Linked DNA regions of Mus musculus: region 2 is linked to region 1. Evidence: chromatin contacts called from public HiChIP or PLAC-seq data. All regions are on one chromosome and are shown on one strand. Each heading gives the region's core, a stretch centred on a gene start, on an enhancer-like site or on the middle of the called end of the contact. The rest is flanking DNA. Distances are from core to core; before and after follow the strand shown.

Region 1 (6,307 bases), core at 2,707-5,206:
CTGTTTTCTTAGCATTAGATATGAGCCTCTTACATCCCTGTCCCTAAGCCAGTGGGCAGTGCTCAGCCCTTATCCCTCCCCTTCCCTTTCGGAAGGCATTGGCTTTTGAGTTCGTTACATGTAGCTGTCCTTGACTTATTCCTCAATTCATTCTTCAAGCATCCTTTGGAAACAACTTCACCTGCCCATGGCTTAGACTGTTCTACCCCTAGCAAATGGTTCCCATCTCTCTCTCCCTGTGGAGACTATCTCCTTCATCTGTGCTCTGTAGAAGGGACCATTGTGTCCCCATCATCCAAGCAGGAAGCTGGGCCAGCCTTAACCTAAGACCTCCTCCATCCTGTACACTGGTCACCGCCCAGGGTCGTCAAGCACTGATCGTTCCCTCCATTCTCAGCCAGTCTGTCCTTTACTTTATCCTCACACATGCTGGGGCCTCACTCACTTCTCTGTCTCTCCTGCAGCCATTTTTTTGGTCTCGCAGTGTGATGTCAACCTGGACACACCTCAGTCTAAATCCATCCATGATATCTCTGTACTTCAGAGTCAAATCCAAGTTCCTGAGTATATCAACTACCTTCCTCACTCCTGATAACCAGGCCTTTCGGAGTCTTCCAGTCTCAGGAGACTCAGGCTGGGCACCCTTCAGAAACCTAGCCCCAGCTACACTAGGCTATCAAAGCCCACACCCTGATTGTCTTCACCTTTGCTCCCTGACCTTTGTGCTTTGAGGGGTGGGGTCTGGGAGGGTCTCAATACTCATTGCTCTCCCCTCTATCCAGGTGACCCAAGACCATGGACCTGAAAGGAACACCCTCCCAGATAGATGGCTTGTTGTTTTGTGTGAGCACTTTTAGGTTTTTCCCTTAGTCCTGGGGAAGGACTTGGGAATGGATTCTAGTTTGGCTTGAAGGAGACCTGAGCTCCTATCTTGAGTTGGCTGAATTGGTGCTCAGCAAACTTTCTTGGTTGACTGGGTGAGTGGATGAGCCTGCTTCATGATACAAAGAACAGAGGGGGCAGTAACTGTCTCCTGAGTGAGACAGGATGAGCCATGCTTACCAGTAGAGAGCAGGCCTTTGCTGATCCACTCAAACAGCTGCCAGTGCTCCCTGCAGAGGCTTCTCGCTTGCACAGTCGGCTGCAGACTCCTCCTGAGGAGAGGATGGCCGGGGCTCATAAGTACCCAACCGAAACTTTCACCCCAGAGGGGAGCCCCAAAACCTGCAGGTAGAAGCTACTCAAGTATATTCCCAGAGTGGTAATGGAATACGGCAGGGTTGTCCATGCTACCTTACAAGGCTGAAAAGCAACCACAGTCCAAAGACACAGCCATGGTTCTGCACATGCTGGGGGTTGAGGTCACTCTACAGGGCCACCTCTGATCTTGGGTGAGAGAAGGAACTAACCAATAGGTAGAGGCTTGTGGCCATTCAGAAGGACAGATTCATGGCTGTCCAACCTCCTCCTTGCTTCTACCTGCCCACTGAGTAAGACCAAGCAGTTCTCAACTATTGGCTCCCCTTGGACAGGGACCTTTATCATCTGAGTCCTCAGTGCCTGAAAGGACACGTGAAAATATGCAGGTGGCCATCCTCATTGCCTCCGATGTCCAGAATGGACTCTAGGCCTGGGGTCCATTGGTCACTTGTGTGTCCATAGAGGAAGGGCTGCTACCCAAATCTCGAAGGTCCTGTTGGCCCAGCAACTAGTAGATGCACAGTGGTTGCTCAGGAGATTCAACCCTCTGCTACTGTTGCCAGGGATCCTCATGTGGGGGAGGTGTATCTTCTCCAATCCCCCTAAACAGCTAGACGTCCCACCACCATCACACCCTGTCCTTGAAGTGTTCTTCCTGCTCTGTTCAGAGCAGAATTCGGCCAGCCAGGACCCTCTAGGCGCACACCAGACCCTGTGGGCTGGTCCCTTCACCTCTGTGTAAAGTGGGGAGTCTGGCCTGGTCCAGGAGTGCTACAAACTGAGCCCCGGAGTTCACAAAGCAGCTCAACAACTGAATGGGGTAGTAGGCAAATGAGGGAGGTTGCAGGGAGGCCTGAGAAGCCCTGTGTCTGTGTTGGGTTACATCCTGGCTGGGTACCAGCACCTGGCCTGGCTCAACCCTTGACTTCCCTTGGCCAGGCTTCCATCAGCTTTCCCCATGCCCTCACAGACATCACCTACCATCGGGAGAAGGGTTTCCACACTGCTTTGCTCCTGCTGCCTCCACCCTCTGGCAGGCTTGAGTGCCTGTGTGGGAGCTGGCCTTCCTCCTAAAGCCGACAGGGAGCAGTCAGGGTCAGCCTTCCCACCAAGGGACAACTATGGCTGAAGAGCACGGAGATAAGGAAGACCCTGGCAGCCCCATGCACACACAAGCACCTCATGAGAAGACTGAGATAGAGACTGGACTGCTGCATGGGAAATGGGGTGCCTCTTAATTAAATTCTTCAATGCATGCATTGAGCATCTACTATGTACAGACATATCCTGCCTCAGCATTTCACTCTGGCTTCCTGGAGACCCGAAGGAAACCCTTAAGGAAGATCCCAGGCAGGCCCGCCCCACTGCATGACTCCAGGGCACTTCTTACTGCACTGTCCAAGTAGGGGGCTAGGGGGCACTTGGTAAAGAAGAGGGAGCCTTGTTAGGGAAGGGAGGGAGGGCAGAAGGTATCATGTCAAGCTTTTCAGTCCTCTGCTTGGCCTTTGGGGAGCCAAGACAAGATGGCAAGTTCTTTAAATGCCAAGGACACCCCACCCCATCATCTGCTTCCCCTCTCATCTTGTAGACCAGATGTTCTTCCCTCCTGGGACCTTTGCTGACAGCACACAGTGGGTACATCACACAGTGGGTACTCAGAACATGTTTAAGGGGTGAAATAAAGGGGGTGCTTTGTGCTGGGGAGGTACTACACAAGCAGAGCTCAGAGCACAGAGTGAAACACACAGTCCCCCAGCCCATAGCTGCCAGTCAAGCTGAGGGGCCCTCCCACTATGAGCTGCTAGTCAAACTGAGCCACCCCACCTAGTGAGATGCCAATCAAGCTGAGCCCCACACCACCCCACACCCCTGTGAGATGCCAGTCAGGCTGAGGAGGTGCTATAGGGGAAGAGGACAGACCATTATTTCCAGGAACTCGGCCCCCATGTTCTCCAGGCCATGGGCCACAGGTGTGAGGGAAATGGACTCTCGTTGCCTCGGTGTGTCGTCTGCCATGTGCTAGGCTCTTCAGCTGAAAGACAAAGATGTCACAGAGGGTCCACAGCCGAAAGGAGGGCCAGGAGAGAGAAAAGGAACCAGAGAGGGAGGGCGAGGGGGAGGGGAAAGGGAGAGGGAGAGAGAAGGGGAGAGTGGGAGAGACACCCTTTCTGCCCTCTCTCCTGATCCTGGGAGATGCAAGTCCTTGTAAGCTCCAACAGTGAACTGTCCCTTAGTCACCAGTCACCAGGAAGGGAAAGAGGGGATGGCGTAGGCACTGGTGTGGGCACGGCTCAGAAAAGAGCCCTTAGTTATCTTTACTTCCTACAACCGGTGAAAATCATTGGCAGGGGAGGAAGTGCTCATTTCATCCATCTTGAAGCCAGCGCTACCCAGGACTGTTCCACTCAAAACCGAACATTCCTCATTCTCAGTGAAGCTGCTTTTAGATGTTAGCTCACCTGCAAATGAGAGCCCAAACTCCCGTTTCCCCACTGCGGTCCCTCTCTTGCCCACACCTTAGGCCTTCCCTACTCAACAGCAGCTGGCTAAGCAGATCTTCCCCAGACACAGACCCTCAGAGGGCATGTGGAGCATGCAGCCAGGGCTGGGGGATGCCTGCTACCTGGGCACTCGCATTCACTGCTGTACGGAGAGGAGAGGAGCCCACACTACTCACAGATTTGTAGTGAGAAGGCAGCGTCAGGAGGGATTGACTGTTAAGAACTGACTGACTGAAGCACAGGTTGCTGTGGGAGGGCTGGGTCCAACCTGCTTGGGCTTTGGCCTGTTCACTTCTGTGGAAATTCCTGGGCAGAGTCCAAAACTGAAGTAGGTTGGGCTTCCCCAGAGCTCAGGGCCACCGCAGGGGCGGGGACCCCAGCCTGTTTCAGAAAAAGCATGATGGGGTAGCCTGGCTCACTCAAGCCGGGTCCTCTGTGGTCCTGCCCTCTGTCTGCTGCCCTTTCCCAAACCAACCTCTTCCTGGCCTTGCTCCAGGACGCCTCCTTTGGGAAGCCACCTTGGTTACTCTCTCCCTCCTCTTTCTGTCAGCATCCTGGAAATGTGTCTTCGTGTTGTGGCTCAGCCTCCTTTTCTCACAGTATCGGCGACTCGTTTTCCAAAACTAGAAGATATTGAAAGCGCTGTCTTTATCACAAACAGGTGGTGGCTCGGGGCTAAGCATCACACAGTCGCAGAAACAAGCCAAAATCACACCATTTCCTTCTCCCCTTTCTTCCTAGAGTGACACCCGAGTTACACGTGCAAAGTTGGGGGACAACACTTTCATCTACAGTCTTCAAACTAAATTTAAACTTACCTGACAGGATTTAATAATTGATGATGCACACTCTTTAATAATTAATTATCTTTTATGATACAAAAGATGCCTCACACAGAGGCATACACTGGCTGTTTTGGAAAAATGGAAAAGAAGAGGCTGGACATAAGTGGTACCCCCTGTTCTTAGAAACTATCTGTTTCTATTGGGGTTAGGAGAATATCGTCTCATCTAACCCAGCCTGACTTTGAACCTGCTATGTAGCCGAAGTTAGCCCTAAACACCCAATCCTCTGGCCTCCACATGTCCAATACTGGGATTCCAGGTGTGCATCTCCACACCCCTGGTCATGCGGAATGAAGCATGAAGGTGTTATAGAAATATACAGAGCCTAAGAATTTTTCTTATTTCCCCTTAAGTATACACTATTTTGTTATTCATTTTCCAATAGGAAATTGTACTGTTGCAGGGTTTTCACAACTTGCTTATCTGAATATACATATACACACACATACACATGGACACATACCTATATTGTATCTGGAGATACATATACACACACATGGACACATACCTATATTGTATCTGGAGATACATATACACACACATGGATACATACGTATATTGTATCTGGAGATACATATACGCACACATGGACACATACGTATATTGTATCTCGAGATACAATACCCACTGTCAGGTCACTGGTCCCCTTGATCATAAGATAAATGTTTACCTTGAGCAAGACTGGGATGGGGCCAGAGCAGATACTGAAGGAGCCCCCCTCAGCCTCAATGAAGGGAAAGGACCTTATCCGCTTTGATGCCTCTGTTCTCAGTGGCTCCTCTTGTGCGTGCGCGCGCGCACACAAACACACACACACACACACACACACACACACACACACACACACTGCTCTTTCTTCCTCTTGGTGCCCAGAAGCCGGCAGAGGCTCACTGAGAGAGCAAGCTACTTCACAGCCTTCCTTACAGCAGCTTCAGAGGCTCTGGCCTTCTAAACAAGGATGAACCTTGAGCTGGGAGCCCAAAGATCTCGATTCACCCTGGACTCTTAAACTAACTTATTCCCTAATCTGTGGACTGCCGAGGGTGGGCTCCCTGCCAAGCTGGAAGCTGCCTTTGATGTCTTAGCACCCTGCTCCCCACTTACGGCCCAGGGTGCCCTGTGCCCTTCCCAGGCTGCTCCCCTCAGGGCTGGAGTGGCCATCAGGGATCTCACCCAGGAAGTCAAATCTCTCTGGGGCACAGGGGCTTGGGAGACTGAGAGATTGGGATGCAGACCACAGGGATGGACAGAGAGCTGGAGGTGGGGTGGGTGTCCTGCTTCTGACTCGTCCCTTACTGCCTCACTGGCCCCCTCTGCTGCTCTCTTGTTTGCTGAGGGAATGGTTCTCTGAGGTCCCACTTACCCTGACAGGCCAGAGAAGGGAGGCACAAGCATGAGAAAGCAAGGTGCTGGATCATGGAACACTTTGAAGAAGATCATGTGACTACACATGCAATCTCCCTGAGATCAAAAGGGCCTCAACAAAGCTGCATGAGTACCACCCCCGAGTCCTGTGCTGCCCCTTGGAGGCCGCACCTTGGTTGCTTTAGCTCTTTTTTGTAGCCACATCCCATTTCAGGAAAACACTTAGCTGTCGGGAATTGGCTCTAATGCTTTGTATTAATCCAGCTCCCAAAAGCCAGACACTGAGGGTCCCTGACCCCAGCTAGCTTCGATTGGTAATAAAGAATTGCCATACAGTCAATGGCTGGGCAGGGAGACAAAGGCAGGACTTTTAGCTTGTGTGGGCAGGAAACCAGG
Region 2 (6,307 bases), core at 2,096-4,595, 230 kb before region 1:
TTGCAGAAGCTCTGTTGGGATGAGAAAGCTAGCAGGAAGTCTCTCTTCTAGCCCCCACAGAAGCCAGGGGTTTAATTTCCTCTTAAAGCGGAACCTTTATATCTAGAGTTAACACAGCTCTTTCTGTCCCCTAACCTAGGTCTGCTTCAAGTACTTTTGCAGAAGCTGCTGGCACTGGCGACACAGCATGGAAGGCCTACGCCACCATAGCCCCCTAATGAGGAACCAGAAGAACTGAGATTCCAGCTAGAGGAGCTGGCCTTGCCCAGTGTCCTGTGGTGCCAAAGGCTGTCAAGTCAGGCAGCAACTCGCTGCACAGGCGCCATGGGAGCTAGCTTTGCGCAGACAAGGGAGAATCGTAGTCACCTTTGTACTTGCTAACTCTGTCTTTGTTTCTGCACTAATTAATGCACAATGAGTTTTGTCAGGTCTTGTTTTCAGTGGGGTGTGCCAGAGCAAGGACCCTCGGCTCACCCTCAAGCAATTGTAGTTTTCCCAGATTCTAGTTCCTCATTTTGCAAATGAAAATAACAACAACAACCACTGTGTCCAGAAGGTCTGACACAGATGCCTACACTTGGGTTTATTTATTAAAGCGCTTTTTACATTCCTTGCAATACTGATGGTGGTGATGCGCAGGTCTCATTGGTTCGTTCATTCTGCAGTTGCCATACAGTGCCTTTCCATTGATTTAACCCCCACCTGAACGGCATCAATTGAGTGTTCAGCTGGTGTTTTTTACTGTAACAAACAAAGGAGACTTTGCTCTTCATTTAAACCAAATCATATTTCATAGTTTACGCTCGAGGGTTTTTACTGGTTCCTTTTTACACTCCTTAAAACAGTTTTTAAGTCGTTTGGAACAATATATTTTTTTTTCTTTCTTGGCAGCTTTTAACATTATAGCAAATTTGTGTCTGGGGGACTGCTGGTCACAGTTGCAAATCAAAGCATTTGTAACCAAGAGAAAAATTATTTTATTTAAAACTGGACCGGAGGAAAAGTCTGAGCAGCTGCTGTATATAGTTTTAAATGGTTTGTGGCACCTTATGTTGCACTTATGTTGGGGGAGGGTTGATAGAAGTTTTTAATCACAGTCACAGGACTTTTTCTTTTGTAACTGAGCTTAAAAATTAAAAAAAAAAAAAAAAGGGCTGCTTTTTGGTGGGGGCAGGTGAAGGCTCACAGGAGCCCTTTCTCTTAGAGGGGCAAATACCCTTCCTTACAACTTTTATTTGACGAATGTATGAATCAACAGTTACAGTTGACAAAGACGCTACTGGAATTGAAAACTTGACTTTTCTTTTTAATTTAACGATTACTTGCCTCTCTTAGGGAAGCTGTGTGCCAAAGAGCCAGTGTCATAACCCCTCCCTCCTGCTGAGCTGATGTTGCATTGTTGCATATCCCAGCTACTCTGTGGGTTTTGTGAAGCTGTGTGTGAAGTCTCTACCTCATTGTTGTATATGCAGGCAAGACTGCACTCTCCTACAGATGTGTGGAGTAAGCTGTGGTGTAATTTTTTTGGCACATAATAAACACGTTGCAGCAGAGTTGTAGTTTTGTCTCTGTATCTGGGTGTGTGTGTGGTGGGGTGTGGTAGCAAGCAGGGAAGATTCCAGAGACCAGTCCTCTTTTCATGGATTTTCACTAATGGGATACCAGCCCAGAGGGATGGGAGGTACATGCGGAGACCTGCTCCTATATGGGACTTGTTACATCCTGGTCAGCCACTCTGGAGTGTCTAGTACCTGGGTGATTACAATCAGAATAGGAGGCCTGCCTGTACATTTTACTTCTTGGCCCCTCAAGGCCTCCTCCACATGGAGCCCTAGGAATGCTAGAGGCACAACTCCCAAGATGTCAGGAGCCATTTGCTGGCTGCTTTCCTGTGAGCCCTGACGTGTTCCTCCTTCCTCTTGGACACACTTGTGCTGATGTAATTCCTTTCTGAGTGGTTACTATTTTGCTTTTTTGATTCAGGGTCTTTCTTTGTGGCCTTGTCCTGGAACTCCTTATGTAAGCCAGCCTGGCCTCAAGCTCAGGAATTCTGCCTACCATTCATCCCACGTGCTGGGATTAAGGTATGCACCAGGACACGCTGCAGTGCTTTGTTTCTTCACAGCCCTTACACTAGCTTTTCTAACAGGCTCCATGGCTTCATGACAGGTCTGATGATTTTTCAAGTGGAGACGGCAGCATGCTGAACTGGTCCTTTGGGAAACTCTAGTCTGAGGGAGAGGGACTCCTAGGTACTTAAATCCTTGTAAGGTGCAAAAACTCACTACTCCTCAGAATCCAAGAGTTCTCTTCCTGCAAGACTGTAAGGTCTAGTCTTGCATCTGGAGCCTGGCCTCCACTTCATTGGGAATTCACTGGTAATGTACGATGCAACCCCCAGGGATTACAGACCCTTTGGTCTCTTCAGTATTCTTCCGGGTCCATGGTCAAGGACATCTTTTTTCCTCCCGCCATGAGCTACTTTTAGAGTAAGGACTTTCAGCTCTTCACCTAACCAGAGTGACGTAGATGAGTTGAAGGATGAAGCACAGCCTTGGCCCCTTGATACATGCCCTGTGGCCAGCACGGTCTCCTTAGGTTTGAGCGCAGGACCCTGTCCCAGGAAAGAGCTGGAGGAAAGGCCCTCTCTGGACAGATGAAGCCACTGGGTCGTAGCGTAAGAGCCTGCTTTGGGCTTGGTTATGGCAGAACAACCGGAAGAAGCTGAAGGTTGGAGATAGTGTCCCTACTAATCGGGAACAGTCTAGTTAACTGAGATCCTAATTTGTTGGTAAAAGTGTTTGAGACCTCTCTGTGAGCCAGCCACTGATTTAAGCACTCGAGGTTAGCCCTTCCTGTTTAGCTCAAACCTAGCTGAGAAAAGTAATTGTGCTCAGACATTTAAGAGCAGCTCGAATGGAATACTGTGCTGGGATGAGAAGAAAAGCCACTCTAGGTGATGTTTGCTGTGACACCAGGAAATGAGAGGAACCTCACCAATTAGGCTAGACCCTACTAATCTCTGACTAGAGGCGCGGGTAGGGTGGAAATCGGGGATGACCCTGTTTACTACTATGCCTTTCATAGCTCGGGCCTCCTTTAGGCTCCATCTCAGGACCTCAAAGTAACTCCTAGATTAAAACACACCGGACGCCCAAGAGAAGCACGGAACTATTTGGAGTGGAAACCAAGACGGCCGAGCTGCCGGCGTGCGCACGCGCAGACTTTCGCCCCGCCCACAGCCAGGCAGCCTCACTCCACTCCGCTAGGGGCCGCTGTGGGACTCTCGCGAGCCAGGCGGAAGCGGCTTTCTGGCCGCGCTTTATAGGCCTCTCTTGTGTTTCCTGTTTCCTCTTTTACCGAGACCCGCCAACATGGTAGGTGTTTGGCTCCCAGGGCTCTGTCCTTTTCAATCCTCGCCCATCCTCCGCTCGTCGCGGCCTCAAGTCCGCAGCGAGGGGCCGGCGCCGTCACCGGCGGCCTGGCGCGCTTCCGCATGAAGTCGTGCGCGCCGCGGCCCCTCCGCGGGAGGCGCGGGCTCCCCGGTGACTTTGCCCTCTCCACCCTCAGGGCCGCGTTCGCACCAAGACCGTGAAGAAGGCTGCCCGGGTCATCATCGAGAAGTACTACACGCGTCTGGGTAATGACTTCCACACCAACAAGCGCGTGTGCGAGGAGATCGCCATTATCCCCAGCAAGAAGCTTCGGAACAAGATAGCCGGGTGAGTGGGGGCCGCGGCCGCCGGAGAGCCTGCCCGGGCCGGTGCCTCCGCTCCCCCCAGACGGCCCGCCGAAGGGCTGGAGGTGTGCCTTGGCCACAGTGGGGTTTTGCCGACGTGGTCTTAGTTCGGGCTCCTTACGGTAGCTGAAGGCAGAGCTCCGGCCTCAAAACCTTACTGCTGTGGTCTCTGCTTCCCGCATTTTACCACTATGGCCGTGTTGTGCAAAAAAATAGCAGTGTTGTGTCCGTACGACGGATAAGACCAGTCGGGGTACATGACATTCGGAGGAGGGCTGGTGACGGCGAGTGAGGATGTAAGGAGTGGACATCTGAACAGTGCTGTGTGTGTGTCTGTGTGTCTTTCCGATGGTGAGACCGACCTTGATGTAGAGACAAAGTCGGTTCTGGTGGGAGGTGGTCACTGTTTCGCATTGCTTGTAGCTATGTCACGCATCTGATGAAGCGGATTCAGAGAGGGCCTGTGAGAGGCATCTCTATCAAGTTGCAGGAAGAAGAGAGAGAGAGGAGAGATAACTACGTTCCTGAGGTAAGATTTGTGGGTCTTCCTCTGCACCTCTTCCTGGGGGCTCACCTGAGGTGGGAACGCAGCTGGATGTCAGTGAAGTCTTAATCTATTTCCTCAAAATGATGAGAGATCCACCCACCTCGGCCTTCTGAGTGCTGGGATTAAAGGCGTGGGCCAACACACCCAGCCGAGGGTGCCTGTAATCAGCCGACCTTGAGCTTCTCTGCGAGGTCTAAATTCATTTTCACATGGGAGCCCAGTGAGAGTGCCTCCCGACGTGGTTAGCTTGACATCCAAGTGTGAACCCTGCTTTCTGAATGCACACTAGATGGTTCTGACACAAGAATAAAGTGGGCTGTGGTGGTGCACAGCTTTAGTTTCAGCATTTGGGAGGCAGATGTCTGAGCTCGAAGCCAGCCTGGTCCACATGGTGCTTTCCAGGACAGCTAAGGTTATGTGTTGCGTTGGGAGCAGAGGAGGTGAAAGATAACCCACGCATTCATAATTTGAACTTGATTCTTTCCCTCTCAGGTCTCAGCCCTAGATCAGGAGATCATTGAGGTGGATCCCGACACCAAGGAGATGCTGAAGCTCCTGGTGAGTGTTGCCTGAATCCTTGAATACATCTGGTTTCTAAATGGCTGGAGCTGCTTGTTCTGTGATGATTCGGGGGTGTGTTTTCCTTGTTTGGGGCTGGCTCCTAAATTGTGGCCTGCCCCGCCCCCTTCAGCTCTGGCTGTTACCTGCTTTCCTCCCTGGTTATTTCTACAGTAGTCGGGCTAGTCACAGTTGAGCCATCTTACGGGTGGCTTATCTCAGCGGACTGAGACTTGGCTCTTTTGCATAAGTATGAGAAGGTGGGATAGGCGCCTGAGACCAGCATGCTGTTAGTGATTGTGAGCAGATACTCTCCCCATGTGCCCGCATGGCTCAGTGAAACAGCAGCTGACGCTTGCTGGGAGCACTGCTGGTCTTTCTCAGCACAGCCTTCTGAAACCATTTGGCTCCAGAGCATGGTGGGCTCCCGGTACTGAGTGTTCTTGGGGACAGGCCTGACCCTCCGCTCCTTGTGCTTTGTACATTAGGTTTCCTCTCAGGTGTTGACTGAGGCTGGGGAATGTTCTTGGGGCTCTAGCCCTGAGCCCCTCTGACCGTGCCGTGTGCTGCTTTTGTAGCTTTACCTATGCTAAGAACCTGCTTATGGGCTTTTAGGCTTTAGTTGGGGAGTAGTGACAAGAGTGCTGAATCCTTGGCTATGGAGGGCAGGCGAGGGTTTTGTTGTAGTGGTTTGGGTTTGTTGGTGTGTCCTGGCTAGGGAATACCTGCTTGAAGGTTGGATCAGAGTTAGGTGTAGGAGGGGGAGTGTTCATTAGCCGGGTGGGTATGTGTTGGAAAAGTTCCTGGGGCCGATAGTCCCTGTCTGTTGGCTGAAGGGCTGGGGTTGCAGAGTGCCCGCTCACCGTGTGTCTTGTTTTGTTGCAGGACTTTGGCAGTCTCTCTAACCTTCAGGTCACTCAGCCTACAGTTGGCATGAATTTCAAAACACCACGTGGAGCTGTTTAATCTGTTATGCCATATTTTCAATAAACCTGAAAACAAGTTTGTCTGTATTGTTCTTGCTGTTAGGGTCGGGTGGAGGGCTGAACACTTACAAACCTAGTCTAGGGTTTAGGGAGGTCCTACTGTGCTCTCAGGACATGGTGGAGAGCTGTTTTGCTATCTGTTAACTTCAGTTTCTTGGATAAGCAAGGTTGTTGGGGTCAGCATGCCTAGTTGAATGACAATGGTGTCAACTAGGGTAAGGTAGGCGTGACTGTTTTTGTTCCTTGGCTAGGGGCTTTGACATTTCCTGCTTGAACACCACAGATGTTGCTATTGAACACCATTTTCAATCTGATAGGTTTTTAATGTTTACTCTGAGTCCTAGAATTGAAAACTTGCCTTTGTAATTAGTTCTGAGTATTTGAGGCTAGGCTACCTCATGAACATATTTTGTTTCTCCCATATAGCATCTGTTGATAACTCCCTTTACTAGAACATATAAGAAGGGATTTTGCCCT

Evidence for each region. HiChIP or PLAC-seq counts read pairs in DNA pulled down with a chosen protein or histone mark.
Region 2: an H3K27ac HiChIP or PLAC-seq map of embryonic stem cells shows a contact between it and region 1, with 5 read pairs. The contact joins the promoter of Rps17 here to the promoter of Slc28a1 in region 1. A contact is called at or near these places in 3 of 39 promoter capture datasets (the HPC-7 cell line, embryonic stem cells and hematopoietic stem and progenitor cells), 3 of 115 datasets of contacts at active chromatin or transcription factors (the 230-238 cell line and embryonic stem cells) and 2 of 9 other capture datasets (adipose tissue and embryonic stem cells).

Annotation. Positions count from the first base shown.
Region 1 is chr7:81,112,448-81,118,754 of GRCm38.p6, reverse strand. Slc28a1 (solute carrier family 28 (sodium-coupled nucleoside transporter), member 1) reads right to left here and starts at 3,956. Exons shown (of 18, transcript NM_001004184.3): 1 at 3,878-3,956; 2 at 3,121-3,232; 3 at 2,182-2,270; 4 at 1,063-1,154. The coding sequence starts at 3,216.
Region 2 is chr7:81,342,272-81,348,578 of GRCm38.p6, reverse strand. Rps17 (ribosomal protein S17) reads left to right here and starts at 3,345. Exons shown (of 5, transcript NM_009092.3): 1 at 3,345-3,377; 2 at 3,571-3,722; 3 at 4,163-4,268; 4 at 4,779-4,844; 5 at 5,730-5,846. The coding sequence starts at 3,375. The coding sequence ends at 5,810. Cpeb1 (cytoplasmic polyadenylation element binding protein 1) reads left to right here. Exons shown (of 12, transcript NM_007755.5): 12 at 140-1,553. The coding sequence ends at 238.